2 separate regions of the Zea mays genome follow, and region 2 is linked to region 1. Evidence: chromatin contacts called from public Hi-C data. All regions are on one chromosome and are shown on one strand. Each heading gives the region's core, a stretch centred on a gene start, on an enhancer-like site or on the middle of the called end of the contact. The rest is flanking DNA. Distances are from core to core; before and after follow the strand shown.

Region 1 (6,482 bases), core at 2,316-4,815:
ATAACAGGCAGCCAAATTTGAGAGTGGCAAAACAGCAAATTTCTCCTATTTCTAAGTGGATCCAGTCCCTTCACGAAATATTTGCAAAAATGTTGGGTTACTTGCAAATGCTTGTGCAGAATTGTATCGGTTTGTAGTTTGCTTTACTTCTTCCATAAACTTGCTCCTTTCTGTATCCTATCTTTTCGGTGTCTCATTTGTTCATTCATGCACATGTCGAGCTGTATTTTGTCACTACAAGTACAGTACAGTCAGATTCCTCACTGCACCCCACCCATCCACTCATTTTTGGGAGAAATTTAAATGCATTTATGTACTGCCAGCAAAAAAAATTAGCTTGTTTGCTTTCCATTGGCAAATTTAAGTGTCTTCCAATTTGGTGGTGCTATCTTGAATGCTTTAATTCCATTCACATTCTGTATTAACATGATGTGTTTATTTTAGCCTTGCCTCCACATCAAGAAATTGGAATGCTTTCACTTTCACCTACCATGACTGAGGTATATTTGTTACTGGGAGCTAGGGCTTATTGGTTGCTCCACCGAGGTCATGCAATGGCCCTACTGGGAGCTCGGCGAGATGGACGACACACTCACCTACAGAGGGGAGCTAGGGTGTGTCGTGCATGCCTGCGAGCTGTAGAGAAGAGGGGGCAGTCTGGAACCGAACCCTCAGCAAGGTATTACATCGACTCGCTCCCCCCACGCCAACGTCCTCCAGTACGTGATCTCATCTGAATTTGTTCCGTGTTAACGATTACGTTACAGAGTACAAGGTCTTTACAATTCTCCTTCTTAGTTGTATTTTCGTCTTTCTGCAGGATTTTGCAGCTCCTACTGGAGAATGGCATTAGAGTAAATGAACTAACAAGGACAAAGGCTGCTCTCATCCTCCCATCAGTGGTAGGGAGCTCCACGTACAAACTTCATTTTCTTATTCACAATATGATTCATTGTCAATACAACAAAAGAAATTTGACAAATTGGACAGGTTCAACAATTGTGGGTGTGTCCATTCACCAGTACAACTGAATGCTTTATTTATTCCCATATAGCTTTGTGGGTTTATATGTCTGAGTTACCTCTACTGTACATAAGTAGGTGACCGCTACACTATGTAATTGAAAAAAATAGGAATATCAGACCAGGTATCCCTCTTCCATGGACCAATATTATTATTTTTGGTTGTGTCAGTACAAAAGACTATCTTGTTTTTCATCAAAGCTAGATTTGGTCCAGCTTGATACCTGTAGGATGCCAATGCTATTATAATCTATTGTTGGATGCCATAAATTTACCATTCATGTCTTCTGTTTTGTGCAACGATAAGGTTCATTTAATGTATATGGCCAAGATAGTTTAGATACAATCACACAATTAAACTTTTTAGTTGTATCTGTGGAACAACGATACTTTAGACATTGTATGCCGCCATGGTAATTGATGTTTTGCTGTTCATAGTATGATTCGATGACTACTATATTTAATTACTTATTGACAAAACGTGAGTTATTTCAGAATGCATGGAATTAAAATTTTAAGACAATAAGTACAAATAGGAGTCATTTCAGAATGCATAGAATTAAAATTTTAAGACAACAAGTACCTGGTAACAAGTTAATGTTTTTCATGTTAGGGTCAAGCTTGCAGCTGTATGAAGTTTTTTCTGTTGTATTATGTCTCCATGACTCCATAGAGTGACGTTTTTCATGTTTAATCATTACTTAGGTTTTATTTTACACATTTTTATTTTGTTTTCCCTGTTCCTTTTCTCTTCATTTCCATTCAATTAATGGGATGTTTGATACCTTACGATTGCACCAACCTGTTCAATTGTACTTCAGATATCATCTTCTTTGATTGTCTCTCACCTCTGCTTTGCTTCAGTACCTGTATTTTTTCCCATGACCCTGAATTCTATTTGCCCACATCACAACACTTGCTTCTTCTTGAACAAATAAATAAACAAACTTCACAGAACCGTAGTTTTTATTTCTATCCATACATTGTCAGTTTGATGATCCAGACGAGGTAGATAAAGAGAAAGAAGTTGAGTATGAAGAAATCGAGGAGGAGGTTGAGTATGAAGAGATAGAGGAGGATTAAGAAATTGATGGTGTGTGTGAATTTGATGCTAATGATGAAAGTAAAATGGTCGATGTTGATGCGAATGATGAGAATGAAAAACGGAAGTATCTGAGCTTCTTGCTCTTACTCATGGAGCTGAAGTTTATGTTGGGGCATATCTTCTAATGTATCTTCTGAAAATCTCAAACAACTATTCTGAAGATCTCAAACAACTATTTGAATCTGTTGGGAGCTGAAGTTTATGTTGGGCATATCTTCTGATGTATCTTCTCTACTTTAGCTTTTGCATTTCTATTCTCTGCAAATTTAGAGTCCCTTTTTCTGCAGGTTGTATATCCTTATTGTGTCGCATGTTTTGGCCGATGCTACCCGAATTGGGCAACAATGATCTCAGAATGTCATGACACACATTTGACATTGTCCGTCTACTATTGATCGTGCCTGCAAGATTGAACAGATCAAGCTTTGAAAGAAGGATGTCAAAAGGCATTGGTGATTGAACAAAGGCAGTCAAGAGCCATTGAAACTTTGAAAGAAAGTTGTATGTTGAGAGCACTAAGACAACGGTCTTACAGTGTACAAAATATATCACTGAATAGTTATATCTTACTTTTTTAGCACTTGAGCAATTAAACTTTTAGTTGTTCATTGTTATAGTCGATACCCAGATATCATACAGTGTCTAATATGAACATTTAATTTTCATGTAATCATTATGCTCTAACATTTTTAAAAAAAAATAATGTGCTGTTGCAACGCACGGGCATCGTACTAGTAAAGTATATATATATATATATATATATATATATATATATATATATATATATATATATATATATATATATATATATATATATATATATATATATATTATAGACTTTTACCATTCAAAAAAATTTGAGGGCCTCAATTTTTTGTTTCGCCCCGGGTCCATGAAACCTCGGGACCGGCCGTGTATATATATGGTCTTCCCTTCACTAACTATATAGAGACAGATCACATCGGAATAAAAGAAATTTATAGACCAAATCGGAAACCTAAAAACCAAAAACCGAGCAATTCGGTCTATTCGGTTTTAGTTAGCAGGTTCAAAATGTCCGGTCCTACTAATACTCAACAATGATTAAGAACCGATCTGCCATATTTTAAAAAATTATGGACCGGAATAACACATAGTGAAAAGTTTAAGGAGCGAAAATATTTTTTTTCCTTGGCAATTTGGACGGCACGCGGAGACTGGCAGACCGCATCCTCGTGAAGCACGTTGTCCATGCCTGAAGAGAGTATTCTGTATTCGCAGTATTCCTGCATTTAAAAGTTTGGTGAGCGAATCAATAATTGGCATAAATAATGCTACCGACGCATCACCACATAGTACGTACCATAGTCATCCTTATCCTATCGAATTACCTACATGCCCAACCCTCCCACTACATATATCTGCAACGAGTACATCGCCAATTCACAATGCCAATTGCCAGCAACCCATCCATACTTTCAGCTGTTGATACAAAAAGAGAAGAGAGAATGGCGGAGCCAAACCCAGAGTTGAGTGATCTTATTACTCAAACAAAGAAGAAAAATATAGTGCCAAAGTTCACCGAAACCTTCCCCGTGGAGGACACGGCCTACCCTTACAGCGCCTTCATCACCTCCGTCCGGAAAGACGTGATCAAATACTGCACCAACCATACAGGCATCGTCCAGCCCGTGCTGCCGCTGGAGAAGAATGTCCCCGAGCTCTGGTTCTACACCGAGCTCAAAACGAAGACCAGGTCCATCACGCTCGCCATACGTATGGACAACCTCTACCTGGTCGGCTTCAGGACCCCCGGCGGGGTGTGGTGGGAGTTCGGCAAGGACGGCGACACCCACCTCCTCGACGACAACGCCAAGTGGCTCGGCTTTGGCGGCCGGTACCAGGACCTCATCGGCAGTAAGGGCCTGGAGACCGTCACCATGGGCCGTGCCGAAATGACCACGGCCGTCAACTACCTGGCGAAGAAGACGACGACGACACTAGCAGAGGCGGCGGAGGAGGAGGAGGAGCTGCTGCTGCTGCAGGCAGCGGCTGACCCCAAAGCCGAGGAGAAGAGCAACCTGGCGAAGCTAGTGATCATGGTATGCGAGGGGCTGCGGTTCTTCACCGTGTCCCGCAAGGTAGACGAGGGGTTCAAGAAGCCGCAAGCGGTGACCATATCGGCGCTGGAGGGGAAGCAGGTGCAGAAATGGGACAGGATCTCGAAAGCCGTCTTCAGGTGGGCCGTCGACCCGACCGCTGAGATCCCCGACATGAAGGATCTTGGCATCAAAGATAAAAACGCAGCTGCGCAGATCGTTGCGCTCGTTAAGGACCAAAACTAGTGCTGCTGCTGCTACTACATATGAGAACAACGAGGAGGTCTCTGATGATCCATCCACGTGGTACAGTAGCAGTATACTCCTAGTGCTAGTATATAGGAGTATGTTACTGTGCAAATAAATACACCCGGCGTACGTGGTGTTCCTCGTATCCCTCTACTTGCTTGCATAGCGTCGATTGAATTTCTTTGCAAAAGACCGCAATTAACTTCCTCTATGGGTCTTATTTAGGGCCAGTTTGGAAATTAAAATCTCCTCCAAAATTTCTAAGGATTGAGTGCAAAATTAAACTACTAGAGATTAAAACTTAAATCTCCTCCGAAATTCTTGGCAAGGATTGAGGCAAAAGTTAAGCTCCCCAATCCCTGTTAGGAATATGAGATTTAAGTTTCCAAACGGTCTATTGACTCAGCGGACAGAGGGGGGAAACTTCAACAGTACACCAATTACTCCGGACAGAGAAAAATAATGGGTCAATTCTCTATATGCCATTGAAAAATATACTCGTTCTTTGTATACTACTGGTCTCACATGTCATACACACAAAATATACCTATATACCACTTAGTGGCACACAGGGAATAGTATAAAATCTGATAGCATACTATAATTTTTTTCAAAAATAATCCGGACCTCTGTAGGTAGAAGAAATCATGGTTGCTGATATTTAGAAACTTATAATGACTTGTTTGGGAACAATGAGAAGCAATTTTAATAACCATGGGAGGTGTGCTTCCGGTATTTTTCATGATTTTGTGGAGTTTCACATGAAGTTTAGCAAGTTCATCGTCCCATCGTTCGTATGGTATATATTTCGTGCTTTATATATTGAGAAAATTTTGGCTTTTAGAATAGTGAGAATACTGGAGATAATTGTGCTTTTATGCTTGCAATGGAATAGTTTTTTTTATAGACTGGAGTACGACTAGCGATGAAAACAGTCAAAAACAGTCAGGAAAACCCTTCAACCACTTTCAACCCATATTTTAATCCGAAATCATAAACGGTAACAATCGGAAAAACGAAACAGGAAGTAACATGATCACGTAAATGATATAATCGATCGTGAAATCATTGGTAACAGTCAGGAATCGGAAATTAAAATCAGGAATACTGGTGCATCTAACCACTCTAGACGTTCAATTCAAAGTAACAAATACGACATGATCTTACATTAAATAAGTCACTATTCTTAGAATGTTTCACTTTGTTTTTATTATTATTAGAACGTGTCATGTTTTACATAACTAAATAATGTTTTTACTTGTTACATGTAAGATTTATTTTTAATGTATTATTGTTAGATGTCATGTGGCTATTTATGTCATATAAAATATAATGCGATCATGTTTTTATTGTCAGAGATGAAGGTCCACTGGAACCCCATACCTGAATAGAGATAGCTATAAGATGAATCTTAAACCTATAATGAGTACGAAGATAGAGATGGATATGCCTCAGTCATAGGAATAGGGTGTCCAAATCCAGTGAGGAATTAGCACCTCTGGAATTCTCTATTGACACCTTTGGTGGTCTGGCCTATGCGAGTGGTCACGTACGACGCCAACGCCGGCGACCACATGTACTGGATCATTAATCGTTATAAGAACTTGTCGTGGGCCGAGAATGGGTAAGTGTGCGCAACTGCGCGCGTCGGGGTCAGGGAAGGCCCGGTGGTGTGAGCTCAACCTAACTTGGAAAAGAGGCTCAAATAAACTGCAAATCGGCAAGGCCATATGCCAACGTAATGAATACATAGAAATCAGTATGAGTTGTACGTGGTGTCGTCGAAGAGATTGTTGTACGAAGGGGAACCTCATTCTCTGCTCTAAAATACTGTCGGCACCACAATAATTTCAACTGCAAGAGTTGAAACGGAACCACGTTTAAAGAACACCACCCCCTGCTCCATTGAGAACCAAATTCTACCACGTATTCCTGGGCGATAACTCTTTCTCCGCAGGCAGCTGCAGCACTTCGCGGATACCTTCACATACCTGCGTGTGAAAATGCCAATAGCTAAGCAGTAGGGCA
Region 2 (6,482 bases), core at 2,101-4,600, 75 kb before region 1:
GGCAACGAGCATTCAGAAAGTACTACATCCATCCTAGAAAAAAATGCCATTATAGAAGACTGTAATATTTTAGTATCTTAAGTTTGACTATAAATATATATATTTATATATAAGTTACTAAGTATATTTTATAATAAAATAATTTAAAGTCTTAACTACAGATGCTATTTATTAGAAACTTGGTCAAACGTAAACCACTTCAATTGGCACACAATTCATAATTGAATTTCTTTGGAATGGGAGGAGTAATTCTCTCAGACAAAATATAGGCCTGTGCAAATCCTGTCATTTGGAACACAGTGTTAAGTATCTAATAGCATTACTAGATATACTTTCATTAAGCCATGCCTACACAACCAAGTCAAACATGTACCTAGTATTGAATGGCAGATCTAATTAAACATGTACCAACTATTGGATGGCATTTGCAGATCTAATGTTAGAGGCTCTGATATAAGTGGATTTTGGAAGAAGTGATAAATCAAGGTAAGTCTTTTCTCTAGCAAATATAAAGAGGGTGTTTTGAACCCATGTCATGCCTTTTTCTTTTCTAGCAAATGTGAAGAGGTTGTTTCAAACATGTGATACGGCAAGTTAATAAGACAACTCTCACTAATGCAGCAACTTGTCCTTTCGTACCAAACATTAGATCTGAGAATAAATTATATAGACGTCACGTGATAAAGGTCAATCGCTCATGTTTTGGTTTTGGTGCCAAACATGTCGCATAAAACTTTCAGAGAGTAATACTTTATCAGTGACGATCCAGTTAGATTCGCTGCCTAGAAACCGGAAATACCGTGAACGTTAAATATGAGATATTTTGGCCTCCGTTATTTTGAATTTTTGAACTAGAACGAACAATGCCGCCTTATTACTTTCTCAACTCGCTCAAGACAAGCTGTTTTTTAAAGAGTGGAAGCGTTTACTACATTAAATCCAACCAAATTGAAGCAAAACGACAGGTGTTATCATGTCAAAAATAAGTGTCAGGCGTTGATGTCGGCGCCACGCACCAATTGACGGCGAGGGACACAAACTGAACAGTCAGTTGTCAGTGAAGGCTTTTTTCCACCCCGTTTGTGCACACTTGACAAGTTGACAGTAAAATACACGAAGTGTTCATTGAACACCACATAGGTTCGATCTTAGGCATAAGGCAATGGAAGTCAATGGACTGTTGATCTGAGGAAGAAAAAAGAATCCATCTGTCTATAGAGTGCATGGATTATCAGCCCAAGTTCTGTGCCAACAAAGCATAATGCTCAAAGATAATAAAGAAACAAAAAGATGCTTCAGATGCAAAATTCCAAGCTTCAGACTTGACAAGTCTTCAGCAGCACACACTACACAAAGGAAGAATACTCTCAACAAGGTTGCTTAGCTCCAAGATGACTTGTGGATGTTAACTGATAAAGACAATCAGCATCTTCTGCAAAGGCAAGAATACAGCATACAGATCTGTCGGTTGTAATAACTTTTTTCAGATAGTAGCGAGACAGATCATCAGAAATCTGAAAACCTAGGAGCTAAGCATTTTGCCAACAAACATCATCCACAGCATAAAAAGTCACTGAAGAGGCACATTTAGCTTGAGTGATACTAGAAGGATCAAGATTCGTATTTCCCCAGTAACAAATGTTTCATCCAGTATAACCAAAATGCCATTAGGCAACAAAATTCCACAACGATTAAATTGATATACTAGTTACACCATTTTGAAAGAATGCTACACATATCACCAGCTCTTCAATCGCTGCCAAAACATGGATCTGATCCAGAACAAACCACATGACAGATCTCCCTCTAGCCTTCCCATCCAAATCCGCTATTGACTAAGCATGGATATACCAAATGGCTGCAAAAAATGTTCCTTTCAACACCAACTTCAGCTAATCAACCCATGCATACACATAAGCCACCATGGCTTGTAACCACCAATAAGGACTTGTCAATCTGTGCGGCTCTTGACAAATGGCCATCTCACTTATTCTCCTATGATGCTATGAACAGATACACACGTGAGAAATAAACCAATCTTCTTCATCACCTAAATGCATCTAAACTGCCAGCCCTCATCATCTCAAGCTCCTCAACCGAGCCACCCTGCTCGTCCAAGAAGTCCAAGTTTGATGACCGGCAAGTGAAGTAGAAAACCGCACTCATCATTGAATCAACCAGCATCACGACCGAGTACATGAGGACCAACAATGGCCCCTCCCAGAGCCGCGACGAGCCATCGCCATAGCTCAGCGTCTTCACCCTGTGCTCAAACAGCCCTTCCACGAAAGCTAGGCCAATGGTGGATCCAAGGAAGATGAGCAGCCCGACGTGGGTCTGCCCACGCATCAGCTGCACCGACCGGCGCAGCGCATTGATCCCGGCCACTTCCTCGAGAACGGCGATGACGCCGCCGAGGTTGCAGATGATGATGGTGTGCGCGTACACCACGGAGTAGGCGAGGACAGTGAAGAGGCCCGCGCAGACGACAATGTCGGGCGGGTAGAGCATGGCCCTGAGCGTGGAGCAGGCCGTGACGAGGAGGGCGAGGAAGGCGACGAGTCCGACGGCGACGGCGGCGCACCCGAGCGCGTACGTGGCGGCGAGGCGCGGCCACGCGCGGCGCGCGAGGAGGGTGATGTCCCCGGCCGCTAGGGGCTTCCCGGCGTACACGGCCGCGACGGTGTATGCCACGGCGGCGCGGGCGGCGAGGAGGAGCGTGAGGAGCGCCGGCAGCGAGACGACGGCGGAGACGAGCGTGGCGGCGAGGTGGTGCGCCAGCTGCCCGACGAAATGCGTGAGCGGGAGCCCCGACGTGGCGGCGGCGGCGAGGAGCCTCCGCGCGAGCGGCAGCACGACGGCCCCGTCCAGCGCGGCCGCGGACAGGAGGAGGCACCCGGACGCCGGGCAGAGCAGCAGGAAGAGGATGGACGTGAACGCGTGCGGGTCTCCGCGCAGCACCCGCACCGTCTCCCGCAGGATCTCCAGCGCGTTCATCGGCGGCAGACGCACCCCGCCTCCGGCGCCCCGCGTCGGCGCCATTCGTCCCGGCTCCTTCCCCGCCGCGCTCTCCTGTGCTCTCCTTAGATTCGCGGTCACTTCTCAGACGCACCCAAGGCCCCGCCACCGACTCGCCGGTCAGATCCGAGACGCTACCCCGGTGGCGGTGGCACAACGCGCACGCCCAATGCGGTGTATTGCGACGGGAATTAGGGCCCAGCGGGTGGGATCTTGGGGAGTGATAACGGCGTGGGAGGAGGTGGAGGAGAAGTTTCTTTGGAGCAGAGATCGAGGGGGGAGGGCTTTTGTGAAGGGAGACGACGACGACTACGAGCGTGTTTGGCTGGGTCGGGGAGGTTGACACACCGACAGTTCACTGGGGAGAGTGACAGGTGGGTCCCGCGGAACGAGGTACAGTGAAGCTTCCGCGCAACGGATTCCATTGGGTTTTTATCTTTGTCAACGGTGGTAGACGATGAGTGCGAAGAAATTCTGAAGAGCGTGATTTAAATTAAATTATGCACGTCGTCCAATTTGTTTGACAAAAAAGAGTAGGAGATTTAGTCTGTGTACTGTACCATTCATTTGCTCGACAAAGCTAATCATCGGCGTTATGATCCGTTTGACGAACGTGGATTTCGCACTGAGCATGTCATTTTCAAAGAGTCTACAAACCAGGGTACATATGATTTTTTTTCGTAAATTCATTTCATTTGCTTGGAAGTTCCATTACCGAGCGTGTACACTTTATTTCATTGACAAATCCAGATTAATATTGAGATAGAGACTGGGATGGCACCACAAACTTTAGGGCTTGTGAAATGAAATGTGCCACCAGACATGAATGACAGCCAATTTGACCAATCCGTAGCACCTCCAGAATACAATACAAGGTACTGCTTCGGTATGATGGGGAAATTCCCGTTGCAGAGCTACGAAAAATATAAACCGATACGAAGGAGAAATATATAAATACAAGTAACCAAATGGAAACACAAAACAGAATAAGAGAAAGGGGGCAAATACATGTACCTATGTTGCCAGCATAACGTTATGCTTAAGAGTGGTAATGAGCTCTAAATTTACACTATAAAAATTAAGAATCAGTTAGGATTAAAATCAAACTCTATTTTTATTTATTTTTAAAATAAATTAATTAAGAGCTCAAACAAATTGTGAAGAAACATTTGGATCATGATCTATTACCCGCCCTAATTATGCTTTACAATATATTTTAGCATTATGTTTAACAACATTTTTTTCTATGTTGCCAAGTTAACCTATCAGCACCGTTTCAGATGATATGTTGCCTATACATATCGGTTGGGACTTGGGAGTCTTGACAATTTTGTTAGCTCCAGTGGCTTCATTAACTGTCCAGGTGCTTGGCCGCCTAGCTGCCTTTTGATGAACCTCAATCGACGAAACACAGACGGCTAATAATCCGGGATGGATGCAAAAGTGTACCCTTGTGCTCCTCTCCATGAATAATAAGCAACTCGAGTGTCATAATATCCTGTAAAACAGATTTACAGCCACAGTGAAGTCACATAGTTGACGGGAAAATGTTCACTATCAACCGATCACAAACTAACTAATTTTATTGATCTCTACAACACATTGCTAGACGAAATATAACTACAATACTTAACCGCAAGGAGCAAAGATCCATTCAGTTTCTTCCAGAAATGCATGTCTGCATCATTCATAGTTGTAGAATTGGAGTGGGAGTTATAGTTGCAGGAAGGTCTCTGTCCACGATCAGGCAAGAAGAATGTTTGTTTCTAATTCTTGCTTACCTTTAACTGATACAATAGTGTCCCTTTTATAGAGACAACTGACTTATCTCTATTCAACTAACCAAATCTGGTCTAATCCTTATCCCTTCCCTGACTAATCTAATCATTATCAACAAAATCTGATCTAATCCTTATCTCTTCTCTAACTAATTTGATCTAAACCAAACTGTTCTAATCTTGGCACTGTTCATGCGCTACTAACCTCGTGAACAGTGCCTCCCTGACATGAAGTCTTCTCAAGCATTTTGTAGATATGGTTCAGGTGGTTTACAAGCTTTCCTATCTTGCTGCTTTCTATTTCTGGGATACTAGAGCACACATTGATGCTTAGGCTATGTACCATAGTAGATTGCCTTCTCATCTCTTGAATAGCATACCACAAATAATTTTTTTATGCTAACAACATAATTCAAATCAACATTGTTCTGTAAAACAAAGAGTGTTATGTTCAACCAAATTCAGGAGATAAGGACTAATTAGCATGTGCACGGTGACTGCTGGATACATGTGACATGAGCCTAGTATCAACATGTATGCAACTATCTACCTGGATTCATATGCACAAAAAACCTACACTAAACACATTTATATACATAGAACAAAGAATGCATTACTTTTACGACCAACATGCTACCAAAATCCATAATAAGATAGATTGAAGAATAGTCAGCTAATCAGGAATGGGGTTAGCTTCAACCGTGATGGAGTTCCTCATATCTTCTATAGCGACTCCGGCTTGTCCACAACAAGGGAGGCAAGCTTCACAGCCGCCCCGGCCTTCTTCTCCGCAACCCTGGCTGCACTACCAGCATCGGCAACGGCAATGGCACGAGCAACACCAAGAGCGTCGGCGACAGACACGACCGGGGAGTACGCTCCCATGACGGCGACGACTAGGGTAGAAATAGGGGGAGGGAGCAGATCGAGGTAGGAGAGGAGAGCTCATGGAGTGGTCACGTCTCTGCTCCGGTGGCTTAATCGGAGATGAAGCCGCGGGATGACGAAAGCGTGTCCACTATGGTGAATTCGGGCGTGTATTCAGTTCGTTCTAGCGAAGCTGTCCTCTCACTGTCAGAACAGAGTTCTTTGCTGAGTGTAGCACTCGGTAAAGAAATCTCGATAAACTGATTATCGACAACAGACTCTTTGTCGAGTACTTTTATATCGATATTTGATAAAGTCTTTGCCGAGTGCTAGTTAGCAATGGACAAAGAAAAGTCGTCATGACGATGCCAAGTCATGAGGCCTCCCTGTCTATTTTGTCGAAGCCTAGTCTACTACGTTCTATAATCGCAACAATCTTATTGTTGGCGAGGCCGATACCTGCTCCTCGGTAGTAGTAACCAAGGAACAAATATGTTGTTCACTTCGGATTAAAGCCAGCTATAGCTGCAAACCATAAAGAAAAAACACTATAAAAACAATAGAAAATGGTCCAGATTAAAGTCAAGCGAGCAGTGGCAAATCTAGCCGAAAAAATCAGATAGGTTGTGTTGCTACACACATATATACCAAACTCAACCGATAAATCAGTCTAAGCGTGTATGAATATCAATTCTATACACCTAGTGCAGTTACAAAATTAAAATATAATTAAACCGATTCATGCGCCAACCCACCAGTAATAACCATCGATACCACTATAGGATGATGCTTTGGTCTGCGATTGTCACTGCTGGATCG

The links. Hi-C and Micro-C count contacts between places; a contact is called where the count stands out from the background.
Region 2: a contact with region 1 is called in a Hi-C map of endosperm, with 3 times the contacts expected there. The contact joins the enhancer-like site here to the promoter of LOC541814 in region 1. A contact is called at or near these places in 8 of 25 Hi-C or Micro-C datasets (bundle sheath, ear, endosperm and 3 more) and 1 of 3 datasets of contacts at active chromatin or transcription factors (leaf).

The regions. Positions count from the first base shown.
Region 1 is chr7:171,889,059-171,895,540 of Zm-B73-REFERENCE-NAM-5.0, reverse strand. LOC541814 (ribosome-inactivating protein) reads left to right here and starts at 3,565. Exons shown (of 1, transcript NM_001137489.2): 1 at 3,565-4,661. The coding sequence starts at 3,615. The coding sequence ends at 4,451. It overlaps LOC100284726 (protein UXT), which reads right to left. Exons shown (of 6, transcript NM_001157621.2): 6 at 6,185-6,445. The coding sequence ends at 6,374.
Region 2 is chr7:171,964,164-171,970,645 of Zm-B73-REFERENCE-NAM-5.0, reverse strand. LOC100194215 (putative protein S-acyltransferase 22) reads left to right here. Exons shown (of 9, transcript NM_001359432.1): 9 at 1-76. Among protein-coding and RNA genes, the nearest start is that of LOC100194215, 8.9 kb to the left of the region's middle. Within about 2 kb of position 3,350, at least 20 of the 20 cell types and tissues checked have an H3K27ac peak or open chromatin away from gene starts, as enhancers often do. A contact at or near this core is called in bundle sheath, ear, endosperm and 3 more, where this site is marked.